Linked DNA regions of Triticum aestivum: region 1 is linked to region 2. A link is a contact called in public Hi-C data. All regions are on one chromosome and are shown on one strand. Each heading gives the region's core, a stretch centred on a gene start, on an enhancer-like site or on the middle of the called end of the contact. The rest is flanking DNA. Distances are from core to core; before and after follow the strand shown. Region 1 has its middle 260 kb from the start of LOC123044521. Region 2 holds the start of LOC123044521 (NAC transcription factor NAM-B2).

Evidence for each region. Hi-C and Micro-C count contacts between places; a contact is called where the count stands out from the background.
Region 1: a Hi-C map of leaf shows a contact between it and region 2, with 4 times the contacts expected there. The contact joins the enhancer-like site here to the promoter of LOC123044521 in region 2. A contact is called at or near these places in 2 of 5 Hi-C or Micro-C datasets (both in leaf).

The regions. Positions count from the first base shown.
Region 1 is chr2B:231,392,846-231,395,545 of IWGSC CS RefSeq v2.1, forward strand. No RefSeq gene overlaps it. Among protein-coding and RNA genes, the nearest start is that of LOC123044521, 260 kb to the left of the region's middle. Within about 2 kb of position 1,411, at least 2 of the 8 cell types and tissues checked have an H3K27ac peak or open chromatin away from gene starts, as enhancers often do. A contact at or near this core is called in leaf, where this site is marked.
Region 2 is chr2B:231,137,129-231,139,828 of IWGSC CS RefSeq v2.1, forward strand. It overlaps LOC123044521 (NAC transcription factor NAM-B2), which reads left to right and starts at 1,283. Exons shown (of 3, transcript XM_044467273.1): 1 at 1,283-1,819; 2 at 2,010-2,329; 3 at 2,447-2,700. The coding sequence starts at 1,588.

The sequences.
Region 1 (2,700 bases), core at 161-2,660, 260 kb after region 2:
GTCATCCATGGACCGGTCATTTCATATGGATGAACTATGTAAAATATAAGATTTTGAATCTAACAACTAGTATATCTTAATCTTAGCACTAACCCTAACCCTAACCCTAACCTAACTAAACCCCTAACCCTAACTCTTAAGCTAGCTTGCCACAACAAAGAGTGACACATATTACTTAGATCAACCATAAATACTCCATAAATGCCTCATAAATGTGTCATAAATGCACAATAAATGCTAAACTAGAGGAAGAACTAGGGGAGTTACAAAACTAGTTGATTTCAACAAAACTAGATGATTTGAACCAACCAAATGAAGAGGGGATGGGGGAGGTACCTTGGGTGATGCAAATGACCTTGATCCACGGGACAAATCTCAAGCAATGGAGGTGGATCTAGTGGGTGCTTGGGTGGGGGAGAAAAGCGGGAGAGAGTGTGTGCTCAGGGAGGAAGAAGATGAGTGGAATGGGTGGGTGGTGAGTGGACCCCACCGAACCTTATCTCCAGGACCCTACCGCCAGAGACCTCGACGGTAGGGTGTTGGAGCCTACCGCCGAGGGGTGCGGCGGTAGGTCCCTTTGCCACGTCAGACCCCGTTAACAGTCAGACGGCCGTCAAAGCACCCTACCGCCAGGAAGGACGGCGGTAGCATGTACACATCTACCGTCAGGGAGGACGGCGGTAACCAAAAGGGTCAAATGTCAAAAAAATTGAAACCGGGGTCAGATCCTGATTTTAGACATGAAAAGGGTCAAAACACGAAAATTTGCCGCATGTTGTATCGAGCTCGCGGAGTCAAAGCGATGAGAAGGCACCGTCGCGGCCATGTCGAAGACGCAAAAGCGGGGGCTAATCAAGAATCTACACGTACACTGACCAATCGTTGGTCCGGTAGTTGTCAATCCCGATTGATCCTGCCTTGTGTCCGGCCGGCGCGAGCGCGGCTACTGTTCGGAGGCATGCAGGAGAACTGATGGTGGCAGAGCAGAGCAAAGCAGCCGGTCGTGATCACATCCCATGGACGGCCTGGGGCCTGGCCACCTGGACCTGGGGGTGTAGGGAGCTCGGAGTTCGGGGGTGGGGCCGGGCTTGCCATCTCTAGCGCCGGCCGCTGGAAAGCGGAGTGTAACGGCTCGGTCGCCATCCATGGCCATGTCGCCAGCCTCCGGCCCCGGCACGTAGCTGTCGCTGGCCGATCGACGCGGTGACCGCTCCCTCTCCTTCCGCTCCGAACCCATGCCCGTGCCTCACAGCACAAAAACGACAAAGAGCGAATCGGGAAGAAGGGCACGGCCCGCTTTAACCACCTAGAACAAGATTGGCGATGACGGGAAGGCCGGGCCGGGTCGCACGCCGTTTATGGTGGAACGGGCCGCGCCGGGGAATGGATGTGACCGTACTGCGGCCAGAGCGGAATGGGGTGGGGTGCGGTGCGGACGGATGTGACCGTACCGCTGTCAGGATCGTACAGTCTGGTGGATGGTAGTTATCGATCTATCGTGTGTTGGTTGACAATGACGGGTTAGAAGCGTTGTGATTCGCCGTTGACACGTGATACGTGTCGGTTAGGCGGTTAGCTTTGTGTTTTTTTTTTGTACGCCAAAGAGAAATTCAGTGTACCCACTTTGGGCCTATTTCGATTTAAAAATTCGACCTTGCGTTACATCTGAAGAAACGATGGGCCAAGTAATTATGTAAGACAAATCATATGCCATAAAGAGGGCAAATCCTAAACGGCGCCTTAAGCGCCCGTTTTAGGCATAAATGCAATCGGGCGCACACCCTCGCGCCGCACTGGGCCGGCCCACTTCTTTTTTCTGATTTTGAAAACGCAAAAAACTTTATGGCGAGAACCATGTTTCAAACCAGGGATCTCACGACTACAGGCGCGCTTGCCAAACCACTCGGCTAACCTACCAATTCGTGTTAACTGACAGGCTTTTAACCTTTTTCTATTTCCTGTTTTCGTGGAAAGAGTTTTTTTTTTCTGTTTTTCTTTTCTTTTTCTTTCTTTCTTCTTTTCTGCTAAGCGCGGGATTTTTTTTTTCAATTTTGTAACTTTATTTCATATTGATGAACTTTCTTTCAAAATTGATGAACATTTTTCAAAATTGATGAACTATTGTCAAATTTGATGAACTTTGAAAAATGTTCGGTGTGTATAAAAAATGTTCATCGTGTATAGAAATTTTGTTCAGCGTGCATTCAAAAGGAGTACATCGTATTTAAAAAAATGTTCAATGTGTATTTGAATATTGTTCACCATACATCGAATTGTCGGACACGTACTGAACATTTTGTGAAAATACGTTGAACAATTTGCGAATACACATTGAACATTGTGTAATATATACTGAACAAAATTAAGAAACATAGTGAACAATTGTATACTCATTGAATAACCAAAACCAAAATAGAAAAAATCAATATATATATATATATATATATATATATATATATATATCCTGAACATTTTTTATATCCATCGAACATTTTAAATAATACAAGATGAACATTTTTGAAACAATATGATTATATGTGTCGAACAATTTTTGAATATGCATTCAACATTTAGTAAAAACGTTGAAAATTTTCATAATATACGATGAACATTTTTATGATACACGACGAACATTTTTATATGCAAAGGTGAACAATTTTCATAATATACAATGAACATTTTTCTTAATACAATGAAATT
Region 2 (2,700 bases), core at 33-2,532:
AATTTGCAAACGGGCGCCTGCAGCAGCCCAAGCCGGGCCGGCCCATCTTAATTCTTTCTTGTTTTGCAGAAAGATTAAAAAGGTGATAGAAAGGTGATAGAACTGGGAATCGAAGCCACGCCAGGCTCGTTACCATCTTTGAGCTCTAACCACCGCACCATCGCCCTCCTAGTGTGCACAATATATTCGCTCGCGCATTTTTATTTGTTTCTTCTGGTTCGCGAATGCCCGGTTTTGGGAAGCTTCCAGAACCTTCCCAAAATGGTTTTCCCCGGTTTGCGGTTTAGTTTACGGACGGTTTTATTCTGTTTTTCCTTTTTTCCTTTTTTTAATGCGTGACTTTCAAAAGGATTTCGTGTTTAAACAATCGATGAACTTTTTTAGATTACATGAACATTTTTTTAATTCGATGAACTTTTTTTCAAATTCGATGAACTGTTTTTTTCCAAATTCATGAACTTTTTCAAATTCAATGAACTTTTATAAAAATAGATGAACTTTTTCCAAAATCGTTGAACTTTTGTAAAATTCGTTGAACTTTTTTTCAAATTCGTTGAACTTTTTTTCAAATTCAGTGAACTTTTTTTAAAATCAGTGAACTTTTTTTGGTTTGATGAACTTTTATTTGAAATTTGATAAACTTTTTTCGAAAATCACTGCACTTTTTTGTTTTCTGAATTTTTTTCGAAAATCACTGAACTTTTTCTCTTTTCCCAAATTTAATGAACTTTATTGCAAAATCGATGAACTTACTTTAAAAATCAATGAACTATTTTTAGTTTTGTGAACTTTTTCTCTTTTCCCAAATAATTCAAAAGAATTAAGTGGTACTGTAGATGAATGGTTCAGTTCAATATATATAGCGCTGCGTATTTGTTATTAGGCATTTGCCTCTGTTACTAATCACGAAAGACAAGTAGTTCGGGTGGATGGTGGCACCTGTTCGTTAGCACGATGTGGGGAGATCGAAACCGGTGCAACGCAACCTTTTCCCCTATTTTTTGCGAGCTTTTTCCGTTCGCGGGTCTGCACGTCTTCGTGGGCCGGCCCAGTGCGTGAACGGGCGCCTGCAGCGCCGTATAGGAGCTCCCCTTTTTCTTCAACAAAAAAAAGTAAGAGCAGCGGAACGGGTGGCCGTGGTCGCGCGCGCGCCGTCCGGTGGCGATCTGACACGCGTACGAGCGGCGGCCGGCATACGTGTCCAGCGGCGACGGGCCCTTGGCCCCGGGTTCGGTACAACGGAGCCGTATTTCTCGGGCCAATGCCTTCCGCACCTCCCACACTGCCCCCGCCGATGGCCTGCATCTCCCCTGCTCTCCTCGCCACGGTTTCACGGTTGCACAGCCGCCCCCAAACCACCAGAATTTCCACCGCAGATCACTCGCCTGCCTTCTCGCCTCTCCTCATCTCTCCTCCCAACCGTCGCCGTAACAAATCCCAGTCCGTTCCTTCACACTCACCAGCTAGAAGCTTTGGCAGTTGAGTTAGGCACCACAGTCCACAGGGGTGCTGTGCTGCTGCGTGCATATATATGCTCTGGTGGGATCATCTGGTGTGTTTGTTGGTAGCTAGCTAGTGGACGGTCTGATGAGATCCATGGGCAGCTCGGACTCATCTTCAGGCTCGGCACCACCGCGGCATCAGCCGCCGCCTCCGCAGCAGGGCTCGGCCCCGGAGCTCCCGCCGGGCTTCCGGTTCCACCCGACGGACGAGGAGCTGGTCGTGCACTACCTCAAGAAGAAGGCCGCCAAGGTGCCGCTCCCCGTCACCATCATCACCGAGGTGGATCTCTACAAGTTCGACCCATGGGAGCTGCCCGGTATGTGTATCTCACCTCGTCGTGCTTATCAAGCGCCGTAATTTTCCAGTGCAATTAAATAATCGAACCCATCCATCATGCTTATACCGTGCAAGAAGTATTTTTATATTCTTTCAGTACACATGTATGTAGATGGTTTATGTATGTGATCCTGTCGTGCTTGTTCATGCGCTCGCTCGGGATCGATCAGAGAAGGCGACCTTCGGTGAGCAGGAGTGGTACTTCTTCAGCCCGCGCGACCGCAAGTACCCCAACGGCGCGCGGCCCAACAGGGCGGCTACGTCGGGGTACTGGAAGGCCACCGGCACGGACAAACCTATCCTGGCCTCCGGGTGCGGCCGGGAGAAGGTCGGCGTCAAGAAGGCGCTCGTGTTCTACCGCGGGAAGCCGCCCAAGGGCCTCAAAACCAACTGGATCATGCACGAGTACCGCCTCACCGACGCGTCTAGCTCCGCCACCACCAGCCGACCGCCGCCTGTCACCGGCGGGAGCAGGTCTGCCTCTCTCAGGGTACGTGTCGATCGATCGCGCGGTCTAGCATAGCAGTAACCAATCGTGTTTAATTACTCTCGAGCTTAGGGTATTGTGGTTGATGAATTTAATTAGTGTACGTCGTCGTCTCATCAGTTGGACGACTGGGTGCTGTGCCGCATATACAAGAAGATCAACAAGGCCGCCGCCGGGGATCAGCAGAGGAGCATGGAGTGCGAGGACTCCGTGGAGGACGCCGTCACCGCATACCCGCTTTATGCCACGGCGGGCATGACCGGTGCAGGGGCGCATGGCAGCAACTACGATTCACTGCTCCATCACCAGGACAGCCACGAGGACAACTTCCTGGACGGCCTGCTCACAGCAGAGGACGCCGGCCTCTCGGCGGG